Linked DNA regions of Mus musculus: region 2 is linked to region 1. A link is a contact called in public HiChIP or PLAC-seq data. All regions are on one chromosome and are shown on one strand. Each heading gives the region's core, a stretch centred on a gene start, on an enhancer-like site or on the middle of the called end of the contact. The rest is flanking DNA. Distances are from core to core; before and after follow the strand shown. Region 1 has its middle 53 kb from the start of Gm33592. Region 2 overlaps Armc3 (armadillo repeat containing 3).

What was found. HiChIP or PLAC-seq counts read pairs in DNA pulled down with a chosen protein or histone mark.
Region 2: an H3K4me3 HiChIP or PLAC-seq map of bone marrow-derived macrophages shows a contact between it and region 1, with 2.5 times the contacts expected there. The contact joins two enhancer-like sites. A contact is called at or near these places in 1 of 484 Hi-C or Micro-C datasets (cerebral cortex) and 4 of 115 datasets of contacts at active chromatin or transcription factors (bone marrow-derived macrophages, large pre-B cells and memory CD8 T cells).

Annotation. Positions count from the first base shown.
Region 1 is chr2:19,056,581-19,063,688 of GRCm38.p6, forward strand. No RefSeq gene overlaps it. Among named protein-coding and RNA genes, the nearest start is that of Gm33592, 53 kb to the left of the region's middle. Within about 2 kb of position 2,896, at least 58 of the 459 cell types and tissues checked have an H3K27ac peak or open chromatin away from gene starts, as enhancers often do. A contact at or near this core is called in bone marrow-derived macrophages and memory CD8 T cells, where this site is marked.
Region 2 is chr2:19,296,880-19,303,987 of GRCm38.p6, forward strand. It overlaps Armc3 (armadillo repeat containing 3), which reads left to right. Exons shown (of 20, transcript NM_001081083.2): 16 at 1-32; 17 at 1,027-1,074; 18 at 3,593-3,790; 19 at 6,917-7,079. Among named protein-coding and RNA genes, the nearest start is that of 4930447M23Rik, 44 kb to the right of the region's middle. Within about 2 kb of position 3,707, at least 126 of the 459 cell types and tissues checked have an H3K27ac peak or open chromatin away from gene starts, as enhancers often do. A contact at or near this core is called in bone marrow-derived macrophages and memory CD8 T cells, where this site is marked.

The DNA of each region.
Region 1 (7,108 bases), core at 1,646-4,145:
TTGCATGGTCAAGAGCACTGATTATAGGCCCATTGCCTAGGTTAACACTGCAGGTTTTTCTTCTGCTAACTACAAAGCCACAGTACTTAATGTCGCCAAGATTCTGCCTAGCTCTGTGTGTGTGTGTGTGTGTGTGTGTGTGTGATCATAATACTTCCTTATAGCATTGCTGTGAAGATTGAATGAGGGTATGCAGAGTAGTTAGAAGTGTGACAAACCCGGGAAAGCACACAGTAAAGTTTAGCATCACATCATCACGATCTCCTCTCCCTCCTCCCCCTCTTCCTCCCCTTTCCTCTCCTTTCCTTTCCCTTCCTGCCCTTCCTTCTTCCCCCTCTCTCCTCTTCCTACCCTCTCTTTCTCCTCCCTCCTCCTCCCTTTCCTCCTTTTCCTCCTCTCCCTCTTCTTTTCCCTTCATCCTCCCTCTCCTCCTCTCCCTCCTCCTCCCCCTCCTCTTCCATCATTCTAATTATTTGCATTTCAAGGCCTTGTACATGCTTAGCTCTGCCACTGAGCTACAGCCAAAATCAGTGGGTTTCTCAGCTTGCCATTTTGATAAGGAAGATGGTTTTTACTTTCACCAAAGACAGAACACCTGCCATCACTTTCAGCCGTAACCCAGGCCTTGTTCTTTTCAGAGACTCAAATTGCCAGAGCGTTTAGGAGCTGGGAGCAATGTGAATTTTACAAGCTGGCTTCGTTCACTTATTGGTTTGCTTTGTGACACCTCCCTATGCAGCCCAGTCTGGCCTCAAACTCCTGATCCACCTGTCTCAGTCTCCTCAGAGTCTGGTATTACAGGCTCGGGAGATGGGAGATGATTGACTGAGAGGGGTGGGAATATGTGTGACTGAATAATAATAATAATAATAATAATAATAATAATAATAATAATAAATGGTCAAGCTTTGTTTCCCATTTAGACACTCTGTATACACGTATATCAGAATTCCTCTTTGACAGCTCTGTTAGTTAATAGGCAAGGAGGATTTTCTCAGGCAAGACTTACCCTACTGCTGTGGAAGAGAAAGCCAAACCATTCCTATTTTTGGCTTTGTGCTTAGAAAAAGGAACAAGTTGCTTGTTTCAAGAAACTAACAGAAATATTAAACATTTTCCCTCTCTATGTCTCTGTCTGTTTCTCTGTAACTCTGTCTCTATGTTTGTGTCTGTCTGTCTGTCTGTCTCTGCCTGCCTGTCTCTATGTCTCTGTCTCTCTCTCTTTTTCTGTTTCTGTCTCAGAAAGGAACTCATTTAACAGAGAAATAGCCCAGGGTGTCCCTTGGTTCACTACATTTAGGCTAACACCATCTCCAGTCACTCTTCACTCTGTACCACGTCTTTCCTTCCCACCCCGGATCTATAAGAAGAAGCAGGCAGCAACAGGAAGCCACTGCATCTAGCCATTCACTTTTCTGCTCTTGTCTGGAGCCCACGTCACTACTGTGGCTGAGGATCCCCACCACAGAGCACCAGATGAGGTGTGGGTCCCTGTGTGGGTCAGTGTGGGGTGCTGGCTGGTCTGAACTGGTCTATTCACTGAGGAGGCACATGATGGCAGGATGTGATTTTTGGATCCTCTTCCCAGTCAGGCACAGCCGCACCTCTTCCTCACACCCTTTTGCTGTTGGTTTTAAGTGCTGGGGGCGGAATCCAGAGCTTTGCACAGCCCCAGGCAAGTCCTCTTCCACTCCAGGGTCTGTCAGAAAGGAAGCATCCATCCCTTCTGAGATCTACCTCGTACAGCCGTCCCTTGGCATCAGTATTCAGATTTTCCATATCACATACTGAGTGCCGTTCTTGCCTCTAATTTTTCCTCTCAGTCTCTTGAGGAACATTTCTGAATCATCTCTCATGTATCTGTCTTCATTTCTCTTCTGCAGTTGTGAAAAGCCCCCCTGCAAACGCTCCTCATGCCGAGGCACCATGTTAGGGCTTGGAGCCTTGCCCTAGGAGGGAAGTGGTGGTTGATTTTAGTCAAAGCAAACAAACTCTTTCCACTAGAAGGAAACAAAGAACAGTAATAAGTAGCCACACATACATCATAAAGAATTGACTCCACCTATGTGTTTTTTTATGTCAAACAGCATCCCAAAGCTTGGGCCAAGCACTGAGATTGGACATGAAAGCATTCCTGTTTTGAATGGTCACATATAAGAAAAAGTATTATTTTGTGTCTATCTCTTAAAAAGCATTTATTTTGTGTCTACCTTGTTTCAGGTGCTAAGAAGAAAACGAAGATGTGCTCTATGGGTGCAGGTGATGCTGGGAAGCAAGGGGGCACCTGTTGTACAGGTTCTGCTCTCAGAACAAAGGTCAGGGCTGGAAAGGAGCAACCTGGAATGCAGGAGAATGAAGTGGAAGTGTGGACTGGGGAAGGAAGAGGGGCAGGTGACAATCTAAGATAGGCAGGAAAAGCAGAACCAAGGAGACTGAGAAATAACAGACCATGGCAGAGAAAGAGAAACAAAATAGAGGTGGGCAAGACCCAGGGCAGGGCAGAGACGTTTATGTGCACAGGGAGAGAGGAGTCAGGCCACTTTGAGGTTATGGCTGTTATTATGGTTGCGTTTCTGTGATTGCTCTAGTGCAAGGCCAAATAATGTGTCCAATGTCACAAGGAGCAAGCATCTTCTCTGGTGGGAAGACAACTGTCTTTGTTACTTTTCTGTTAGTGTGATAAAAGATCATGACCAAAAACTACTCAAGGAAGAGTTTCTTTTGGCCTATGGCTCCATGGTCCAGAGAGTTTGAGTACTCCATGGCAGACAAAGCATGGTGTGGCGGCAGGAGCAAGAAGTGGGATGATCCCGTTTTCATCATCACACACAGGATGCAGGAAGCAGAGAGCAGAACAGGAAGTAGGGCAAGGCTACAAACCCTCACAGCTCACCCCAAGTGATGGACTTCCTCTAGCAAGGTCCTCAAGCTTCCTCAAACAGCAGCACCTACTGGGGACCGAGTGTTCAAATACATGAGCGTCTGGGGAGGCTTTCATGTTTAAATCACCACAATAAATAAGTGGATGCTGACAATGGTGCCAGAGGGCAGCTCGGCCTGCTGTTGACAGGCGAGATATAAGAATATAAACAACTAAATGCCATCTGATAACCACTGGTGTGTGTATTGTTGAGAGCTCCAGCTGACATGTGGAGCTCTGGAGGCAAGCTCTCTGTCTATGAACGCTGACTCTGCCACTTGCTCTGTGTGGTGTTGGACATGTAAGTTTACCTTGAGTATCTTAATCTTCATAAAGTGGAGACACTACAAGCATCTTTTTTACCCAGGAATCACAAAGACTAAGACAAAACTGCACATGTATAGTACTGTACGTTCAGCGTGCACTAAGCTGTGTCACTGTTTCCCAGTGCTATGGAAGCACAGAACAAGACTCCATCTATTCCATGTAGTGAGCAGGGCTTAGCACATTGTACAGGAATCATGTAACCAGATCAAAACAGGCAGAGGAAAAAAAGGAAAGAAAATCTTGTTGAAAAGTGAGCACAAATCATAACAAGGGAAGTAAATGTGAATGAAATTGAAGAACGAGTTTGGTCTACAGCTGCCGGACACTTGAAAAGCCCTGGCACAAAGACACAGACTTCTGAGGTGCAAGTCTGCCTTTCATTACTTTTACTTCTTGAAAAATATTGTGATCTAGGTCATGACTACAGACAAAAGTCAGTTATTAACTTCAGTGGGAGGAGACGCTATGATGGATTTATGATGTGTTTTTGGCTTAGCTTCCTATTCCCTGAGCAATTTGCTGGGCTTTGCTAATACCTTCATTCTTCCGTATGGCCCTTGTATATCTGGCATGTCATCGCAGCCTCCTGGACAATTGCTTTAACTGCATTGTGACTTAACTAAATTGGGCCATTTGCCCGTGTCAGCGAATCAGTAAGAAGCAGCCCAGTGTAATTCGTCATCCATTTACTGTAAGGACACTGTTGGAAATGGCCTTCATTATGTGGCAGTGTGTTCTTTTTATGAAGATCCTTATGAGGCTGTCTTCATAGTCTTAATTTATACGAAGAATATTGCACTTCACCTGGCAAATGGCTCTATTTTATAATGTAGGCACTGCATTCTTGCTGGGCCCTTGAAGTGATTGCTGGGAAGCTTAGAATAGATTCAGAGCTCAGTCTAAGCAGGCACAGTGCATTTCAGGTAGTAGGGTAATTCCAGGCCCTACTTAAACTCCCATCCCCCGTTACTTTCCTTATGCATCTGTTACTCATAGTCTTTCCAAGCCACACTCAATTTTTTTTAAATGTGAATGTGTATGTGCATGTGTGTGTGTGTATATGTGCATTATGTGTGTGCATGCGTGTGTATGTGTGCATTGTGTGCATGTGTGTATATATGTGTGTGTGCATGTACGTGTGCGTGTGTGTGTGTGTGTGTGTATGAGAGAGAGAGAGAGAGAGAGAGAGAGAGTGTGTCGTGTGTGTGTGTGTGTGTGTGTGTGTGTGTGTGTGTGTGTGCCATGGTGTACCTGCCTGTCCCCCCTACAGTCTTGTTTGGGGACAGTTCTCTTTTGTTGTTAGCTATTGAATACTTCAGACTCACTAGCCTGGGAACTACTGGAGCCTCCTGTCTCTGCTTCCCACTCACCTTACAACACTGGGGTTACTGCTGTGTGCTACTATGCCAGTTTTTATGTGGATTCAAACTCAGCTTGTCACATCTGTATGGCAGGGGCTTTCCCCGTGGAGACATCTCCCTGGCCCCTTAATACATTTCAGTGTAGAATGGTAGCATATATGAGGCCTAGAACTGAAGGGCTCCCCTTTCAGATCGGCTTCCACTGAACACACAACCCTGAGTAGGGTAATTGTTTGGAATTGGAGAGTCTCCTTAAGTCCCGCATGTTTAAGTCATGATTTCCAGGCCCTTGCAATGTTTGTAGATGGTGAGATCCTTAGAAGGTAGTATCTAGAGGAAGGAAATTGAATCATCAAGGGAATGGCCTTGAAGGGGATTTGGAATTCCAATGTTTTCCTTTTCCTTTAATTCCTGGATATTAAGGATGATTTCCTCTGCCACGCTATGATATGTTGCCTTGCCATGGAGCTAAAGGCAACAGAGCCAGGAAACCAATGGTGGAGCCTCTGAAATCATGAGTTGAAACTTGTCTTTCTTTCTTATAACTTAAGTTGTCTAAGTATTTGTTACAGCATTTGAAAGCTAACTGACATTTTTATAGTGCCAAGCCTCAGTCTTCTCATATACAAAATGGGTATAATAAATGTTAGCTCATAGAGTGTTATAAGGATTAAAGTCATGAGTCTGAGTTGGGGCCTGGCACATAGAGAGCACAGGACTGTTGAACCCAAATGCAATATCAAACACATATGGAGACAACCTAATTTTAATTCTTATAAAATTAAAATAGTAGCAAGGTGTGGTGATACACATCTATGTTTTCAATGCACAAAAGGCATAGGCAGGAAGCTTCAGGCCAGACTGAGCTACACAGATAATTCAAGGCCATCAAGGGTGTGTGGCAGACCTTGTCTCAAAAAAACAAACCACAACAAAAAAGGGAAAACAAAGTAAATCAAATTAAGACAAAGCAAATAAAAAAGCAGGGCAATAAAACCCAACAGCTAGTCCTTGCAGGCTTATTTGAGATCCCAATGTCTTAATATTCATGACCAGGAGCCAATTTCAGGAAATATATTTTCAGATGTTAGCGGCTCTCATCAGCTGAGTGCTGATCTTGAAATGCACATCAGGAAGAGATGGCTGAGCATTGTCATGGCACCTTCTTGTCTGCTTATCTGCTACTACACATAGAAACTCGTGTTCTGTCCTAAGTCTGCCTATTTACATAGCAATTCTAGCCACGTTAGTGAGATGTGGAAGTCTGAAATTTAAATGAAACAGTGCATAGAAAATTTCAGAAAGGAATTTTCCAAGGCAACAAAAAGTAGTTCTTAGCAACATGAAAAACAAAACAAAACAAAACAACAGCAACAACAACAACAACAACAACAACAACAACAACAACAAAACCAACAGAGGCCAGGTTAGATGGAATTCTACAATGAACACAAGAGGAGGTCAAGCACAGCGTTTCATTTTTAAGGACATAGATTTAATTTCACGTGACAATCTGATACCAGAATTTTCCTCTGTTTTTCCCCCCACGTAGTCCAGTAAATATGAAAGTACTATTAAAAGATTCTAATCTAATAATAAAAGATTCAGTTTGTGAGAATCCACTGGTAGGGCACTGGGCCATTATAAAAGCAGCAAGTGAACAAACTGGATGACGAAACACACAGGTAATCTGTGGCACAAAGCCAGCTAGCACATAGCTGACGAGAATCCAGTGAATACCAGGAACAGTCAACATGTGTATCCAGCCTACTATTTATTAAAGGAGAATTAAATAGCTATTAAGAGTAGTGTACCCATTATATGCTATCTTGAATCATTTTTAAATAAAGGAATATTTCAAAGGGCTTATTAGACAGTATTAAAGAAAATAAAACTCTGTTACTGACATAAAATGGTTCCCCATTTTAGCCTTGATAAAGATTATAATTTACTATAATACCTGAAGGGTTGTTTCAATTCGTTGATAGCATTACTAGATTTTGCAATATAAAATTTAAATTTTAATTTAATTCATTTATACTCATAATATATTTAATTTTTATATCAAATAGCTTTTAAAGCTATTATTGTGCTTTAAAAATGGTATATATATTTATGTCCTTTGATATACCTAAGAAGTGAGTATCTATTTGTATTTCATTTATGGATATACGATTCCACATTATAATATTTGAAAAAAAAAGCTATGGGTTTGAAGTCCAATACCATATTCTCATTTCTTTCCTTTATAGTCTTTCTGCTCTGTAAATTTAAAAAGGGGACTCAAGAGTTTTTTATCAGATATCTAACCCTGGCCTAGCTTGGTAACATTTGGCCTAGCTAGTGGTATAGACATGTGCTGAGTGGTTTTATGGGCATTGCTCTTCTCCTGTTGCAGCTCAGTGGCTACTATGTCACCTTGTCTCTTATTTCCTATACATTCCAAGAGATGAGGAACTCTATTCTATCCGAATAACACTCATCACATTTCTCAAATGGA
Region 2 (7,108 bases), core at 2,457-4,956, 240 kb after region 1:
AGCAGAGCTTTCACCAAAGAGAAGGGAGTAAGGTAGGAAACTCATTGTTTTCTTCTCCTAGTTATAATCGTGACAACTTGTGATTATGCAGCAAGGGCACAGGAAGGGAGAGATTGCTTTGGTTTCTTCTGTGCTGGGCATGGAACCCTGGGGTCTCCATAGTGGGCAAGGGCTCACACTGAGCCACAACCTAGCACCTAAAATTTCCTAGTTAGTTGGCACCCCTCGGGCCTTACATAGCTTGGTGTCATAAAGTTTGCCCAGCAAGCCTCATTACCTGGGTTTGAGCCCCAGCACTGCTTTGACTTTGAGATCATATGTATTGAATGAGGCATCAAGTCGTGACTTAAGCATTTGTTTTTATTCTGTGCTGTCTTTGAAAAATTTACCCAGAACTTCCCTGTCTCTGGATAAATCAGGTTACCCTGGTAACTACTACCATCAAGTACTACAATGGCTTTCATTCCAAAAGGACAATAGAGGCAGCAGTTGTCCTCAGCTACTGGTGTCCCTGCACCCCACCTGTGATGGGGGTTGGGAGGGAGGGGGCTTAGCTTCTTGCAGCAGGCCATGAACCTGTGTACTTTCCTCTTGGTACTCTCTCCATCCTTTTTCTGGCTGTGTCCCCTACCCTCAAGACAGAAGCAACACAAAGTGGGAGAAAGAGGTCTAGCTCTTATGGTTGGAACAATTGTGGTGTGCTTTGTGCTTCTGTGGTTTTATCTATTCTAAAATCCTATTTGGCTCTGGGGAGATGGCTCTATTGACAAAGTACTTGCCTCGTCTGCACACATACCTGGCTTTAATCCGCAGTAGGACAGCCTGGTAGTTCACACTTGCAATCCCGGCACTCAGGAGGTGAAAGCAGGGGGATCAGACGTTCATACTTACCCTAGGCGTCATAGAGAGTTGGAGGCCAGCCTGGACTACCTGTGTGAAAAAAGTTGAGGGTGGTGGTGGGGACTAAAAATGGTTTGTACTTACTAATAGCAATTGAAGGAATCTTTGATTTTTTTTTCAAAATAGTAAAAAGAAAAGTAGACTTCAGTTGATTTGTTCCTCTTACCTTCTGTGGTAAGTAATGGGTAAAGATAAATAATTCCCACCCCCAGTTTGCTTCATTGAAACATAAGCCCAAAATTTGAGAATTGCTTAAAGTAGGTGCTGCTCCTGCCTGGTCCCAGGCTAGCCCCATATTCTTGGCTTATTTGAATCTGGAACAAATTAAGTTCCTGTCCATTAGGCAATGAATTGTTTCAGAAGATCTACTGCTTAATGGTAACATTGTGAGAGTCTAGTCTCCTGAACACAGGACAAAGGAGCTGCATCTGTACATACAAGGAAGGGTGTGGCAAGTTCACCTAAAGTGACAGTCCCCACACCTTAAAACTCATGTTCTTATTTACATGCCACTAGTGACTAGGTGACAGAGTCATCTAGAAATCTTGAAGTGTAGAACCGAGGTCAGTCAGAAAGAGGGAAGGAGCGACAGAAGCACGTAGGACACTGCGCAGGTCTGTGGCTGAGCTGAGGAACACTACATAGCCCACACTGTCCTGTTCTGACCTACCTGGACCCCTGAGACTCGGTCTTTTTATTAACTCTGAAATACTCTTGTTCCAACACCACCCAAGCATATTTCAACAAACCTCTTGATGTTACCCCACACGAGTATGCCATAAGAGTCTCATTTACTGCAGTTGCCCCTTGACAATTATTAAGAGAAAACATTTCTAAAGCTGAAAATACCATTGGAGGGGCCATTAGAGTATGGGTCAGCTGTGAAGTGGGAAGGCTGAGCATCGCCAGAGACTCTTGCATCCTTTAAGTTTTTTTTTTTTTAATTCCTTGCAAAGGGGCTGTAGTGACAATCTAGAGAGAACTTCCCCTCCCTCTCAGAGGATATGTTAGTTGGTTTTCTGCCAGCTTGAGTCTTCAGGGAAGGCAGAACCTTAACTGAGAAAATGATCTCAAGCAGATGAGCCTGTAAGCAAGTCTGAAGAATATGTTTTTTTATTAGTGATTGATGTTGAAGGACTCTGCCCACAGTAAGTAGTACCATCCCTGGAGTCCTGGGGTGTATGAGAGAGCCATGAGGAGTAAGCCAGTAGGCCTCATACCTACATGGCTTACATTTCAGTTCCTGCCTGAAGTTCCAGCCCTGACTTCTTCCCTCTGTGATGTAGTGTCACCTGAGAGATGTAAGCTGAAACCCTTTCCTCCCCAGCCAAAGTTCTGTTGGGTCAGCACTACCTAAGGCAGTCACTTGCTCTTCTGTCAGTCCTTCCATCCTTTCAGCTAGTGCCATCCCCTGAAAAAAGGCTGGTAAAGTAATCCCAAGGAGTACCAGGGACAGAGAAGACATTATCTATTAGCAGGAGATACTGAAAGTAATTATAACATACGGGGCTGGAGGTGGGTCAAAGGTTTAGGACAAGCTATTTGCAGGAAGGGTACCCAACAGAAAATGGATTCAAGGAATTCAGCAGCTAGTGCCTAGTGTTAGCCAATGGAAGTGTATGAAGAGCAAGCTTTTCCACCTCCCATGCTAGGGATAATTGGTGTAAACGTGAATAACTACTCACGCAGATGTAAGCAGAGTGCCCAGAGCAATTGAAGTCTTTAATTAGCCGGGCAGTGGTGGTGCACACCTTTAATCCCAGCATTTAGGAGGCAGAGGCAGGGGCAGGGGCAGGCAGATTTCTGAGTTCATGGCTTGCTTGGAGTGAATAGTGAGTTCCAGGATGGCCTGGGCTACACAGAGGAAAATTTAAAAAAAAATAAAAGAAAAAAGAAAAAAGAAAAAGAAAACGATACAAGCAACAAAGTTTTAAATTAACATGCCACAAAATGTCTTTCTGTTTAAAATGCTACAGAATTTTAAAGAGGGAATTTGTGCAGCCATTGACACCACAGTCAGAATAGAAAAAAGCTCAGCCAACCCAGAGTCCTGCCCTGATACTGCAACTCATTCTTTTCTCTGGAAAAAAGAACGAGACCTGGTGGTGGTTTTTCTGTTATTTTTGCCTTTCCAAGGTCTTACTATGTAGCCCTAGTTAGCCTCGAACTCACTTGTAGACCAGGCTGACCTTGAATCCACAGTAATCTGCCTATCTTTGCCTCCTGAGTGCTGGCATTAAAAGCATGGACTACCAGGTCCAGCCAAGAATGACTTTGATGGGATCATTCGTGTGTTACATCTGATACTGATGTTTTCCAGCCAGCATAATGCCTTTGAGATGCTTCCAAATTGTTCTGTGCATTGGTAGCCTATCCCTTTTTACTCTTAACCAGTATTTTATTGTATGGTCTTAACACTATATACCCATCTCTTATCAAAGGACATTTGAATTGTCTCTATATTTTTAATTTAAATTAACTTTTAATATAGATGCAAAATAATGAGCTTTGTCATAGCATTTGCATATATACATACATACATACATACACACATTGTATTTTGTTTTAACTAATTTCCCTCCCCGATTACCCTTTCCTTATTTCCCTGAGGCTTCTCAGATTGACTCAGAGCATAGTTAGTATTTGGACATTTCGACAGGATATGGGGTTTTATTATTGCTTACTTTCAAAGGAAAGGGAAAGGGAAAAAAGAAGAAGAGAAAGTGAAAGAGGAAGAAGAGATCCTGGCACTGCCCAAGTTCACGGAAGGCAGCCCTGAGAAAGAGTGGAACCCTCCTCCTGACCCTGAGTTCTGTGTGTATGTGCTGGAGGTGACCAAGTCGATACTGCCCATTGTCAACCTTAAGGAGCAGATTGAGGTCCTTGCCAAGTGAGTCTCTCCCCTCTCCCTCTCCTTCTCTCTCTGTATATCTATTTTAATTTCAGATTTTTAAAAAAAAAAACTTACAGTGGTTTGCTTTTCTTTAAAGTTACTTTAAAATAAAACCAACAAAAGAAGCTGCAATGGTTTACAGCGCCCGTGCTCTGCCTTCCCGCAGAAGCACAATGACTCACACACGGGTGCTCTTCTTTTTTGTGTGAGTCAGAGTTGAAATCGCTTAGAGACAAACACCTGGTTTTTGCTTTTGCTTTTTTTTTTTTTTTTTTTTTTTTTTTAGCTAAGCTGTTAAGACACATCTTTGGTATGATCTTAGAGAGGTAGTGAGTGAATGAATCTATGTTTAAAAACCAAATTGTTCCTTAAGTGTATGAGGTACTCAGCATTTAAAGGCATCCTATTGTGAGTTCTCTCTAACCCCCCTGCTGTTTGTTTGTGTTTTGTTTTGTTTTAATACACATTTCCTTTTCTAATGGGTGTCCGCTGGTTCATTTGCTATTTCTCGGGAGTGGGCTGTGGGCACTCTGAGAGCTTGCTGCTGGACAGAACAAGCCCTGTGTAAGCCTCAGAAGTTGCTCTTCTTCACTGGGCTCCTTCCATAAACAGAGGCTGAGGCCCTGAGCAGGTCTCTAAGGGAGCAGGACTGAAAATGGGGACGGGCTCCATGATTGGCACAACCCAGCAGGTGAACTGCTGGCTTTAGCACCAGCCACAGTGGGGGCTCAGTCAACTGCAGGTGGGAGTCGAGTAGCTGTCCTCAAACCCGGAAGTGACAACTGTAAGCCTCTCAGCTGACAGATCCCCGACTTCTGTCAGACAGGACTGGGGGAGATTCAGTGCGGTTGGCTCTAGAAGGATTTCCTGTGTCCTTGAGGCTTGATGGCTCTGACTGGAGAGTCTTGTAAACACTTGTGCAGTACTTCTCAACACTGTGTTCTAGCGGAGGCTCCACACATCACTTCTGAATCAGCTTACATTTAAACAATAATAAGGAGCAAGACAATGGCAGAGGTCTGTCCAGCTGCGGGATGGGCTGTCACTACAGGTGGGGTGACTGCTCGCCTCCACCTCCCTTCCTCATCGTCCTTTGTTTTGGTTTAGTTGCACTGTTTTGTTTTCTTCTTGTGTGTTTTTAAATTTTTATTTATTCACTTTACAACCCAATAACAGCCCTTCCTCTCCTCCCAGTACTCTCTCACACAATCCTACCCCATTCCACTTCACTTTTGAGAAGTGGGAGCCCCCTCTGGGTGTCACATCCCACCCCCCACATCAAGTTGGGCGGGAGTAGGACTAGGTGCATCCTCTCCCACTGAGGCCAGGCAAGAAGGTGCTTTTAGGGGCCAGGTATCCACAGGCAGGCGGGTAGGCCAGCAACAGGTTCAGGGACAGCCCCTGCTCTAGTTAGGGGACTCGAATGAAGACCAAGCTGCTCATCTGCTACACAAGTGCAGGGAACCTAGGTCCAGCCCAGACTCGCCCTTTGGTTGGTGATAAAGTCTCTGGGAGTCCCCAAAGGTCCAGGTTAGTTGACTCTGTTGGTCTTTCTATGGAGTCCCTGTCTTCTTGGGTCCCTTAATTCTTCTCCCAGCTCTTAGTAAGATCTTCCAAGCTCCGTCTAAGGTTCGGGTGTCTCTGCATCTCTTTCCATTGACTGCTGGGTGGAGCCTCTCAGAGGACAGATATGCTAGGTTCCTGTTGGCCAGCATAACAGAATATCCTTAGTAGTGTCAAGGATTGATTCCTGCCCATGGAATGGGTTTCAATTTGGGGCAGTCATTGGTTGACCATTCCCTCAGTCTCTGCTCTATCTTTGTCCCTGCACATCTTGTAGGCAGGACACATTTTGAGTCAAAGGTTTTGTGGGTGAGTAGCTGTCCTAATCTCTCCACTGAGAGTCCTGCCTGGCTACAGGAAGTGATCACTTCAGGATCCATATCCCCCACTGATAGGAATCTCAGCTAAAGTCACTTCCATAGACCCTGTGGGGCCTCTTCCTATCCTAGGTCTCTCTGGCAGGTGAGAGAGATTGCCCGTCCCTCCCACTCCCACCATCTTCCTTCTCTCTCCCTGTTCTCCCTACATCTGAGCACCCCCCCCCAAAACCCCCCATTTAGGGTTTTTAAGGCATTATTCTTCACAGTATAGCCAAAGACCAATCTTTCCTTTAACTTTTCAATTTTTCTCCCCACCATATGTTCTTAGTTATACAGAAATTTTAGAGATGTTTGTTGACATTATCATAGGAGATAGTATTTTGGGGGTGGGGATACAAAACAAAGTATCACAATTTCTCTCTCCCACACACCTGCTACCCTTGAAGTACATTTTTCTTCCTCCTCCTCTTCTACTCTCCTTTGATGTCAGTGTTATATAATGCCATATCATTCTTAATCCAAAAGATAAATTCTAAAAGAAAAAAAGTCATGAAATTTACAGTGGGCTACTCCAGTGCACTGTACACTGGTCAGGCTGGAGAAGCCTCACAAGGGCTAGGCCAGCCTTGGCCACGTGCTGAGACCTTCTCTCACAAGAATAGAAAGAAGAAAGCTCACCAGTTAGTAAATGCCTCAACTTTCAGACTAAAATACTCCCCCCACTGTTCAAGACTAAGATAAAAATTTAAAACTATGGGCTGGTGAGATGGCTCAGGGGGTAAGAGCACCCGACTACTCTTCCAAAGGTCCGAAGTTCAAATCCCAGCAACCACATGGTGGCTCACAACCACCTGTAACAGAGATCTGATGCCCTCTTCTGGTGCATCTGAAGACAGCTACAGTGTACTTACATATAATAAATAAATAAATAAATCTTTAAAAAAAAAAAATTTAAAACTACATTTATATTCATTTGGCCTATGTTATGTCCACTGGTATCTTAGCATTCATTTTCTTTATTGTGTTGAATCAAATCACCAGGATTCCAGTGTGTATATGTGTCTGTGATTGTCTCAGTACAATAAGCATGCTGATTTTTTTCCTGCAGGTATACTTATTTTTTTTTAAGTAAAACAAATAAAAAACCAGAGGAAGTGTAGTTTTTACATGTGCAATTATATATATAATCATCTAAAGTAAGTGATTAAAACTGTTTTTCATCTCAATGTAATGAGCACAGGTATGTGGCAGATAAAATGGGCGGTAAGATTCCAAAAGAGAAGCTAGCTGATTTCAGCTGGGAACTTCATATAAGTGAGTTGAAATTTCAACTGAAATCCAATGTCGTACCAATTGGATACATCAAGAAGGGAATCTTTTATCATCGAGCGTTGCTTTTCAAGGTATTTAAGATATTTCTGTCTCTTGTCTC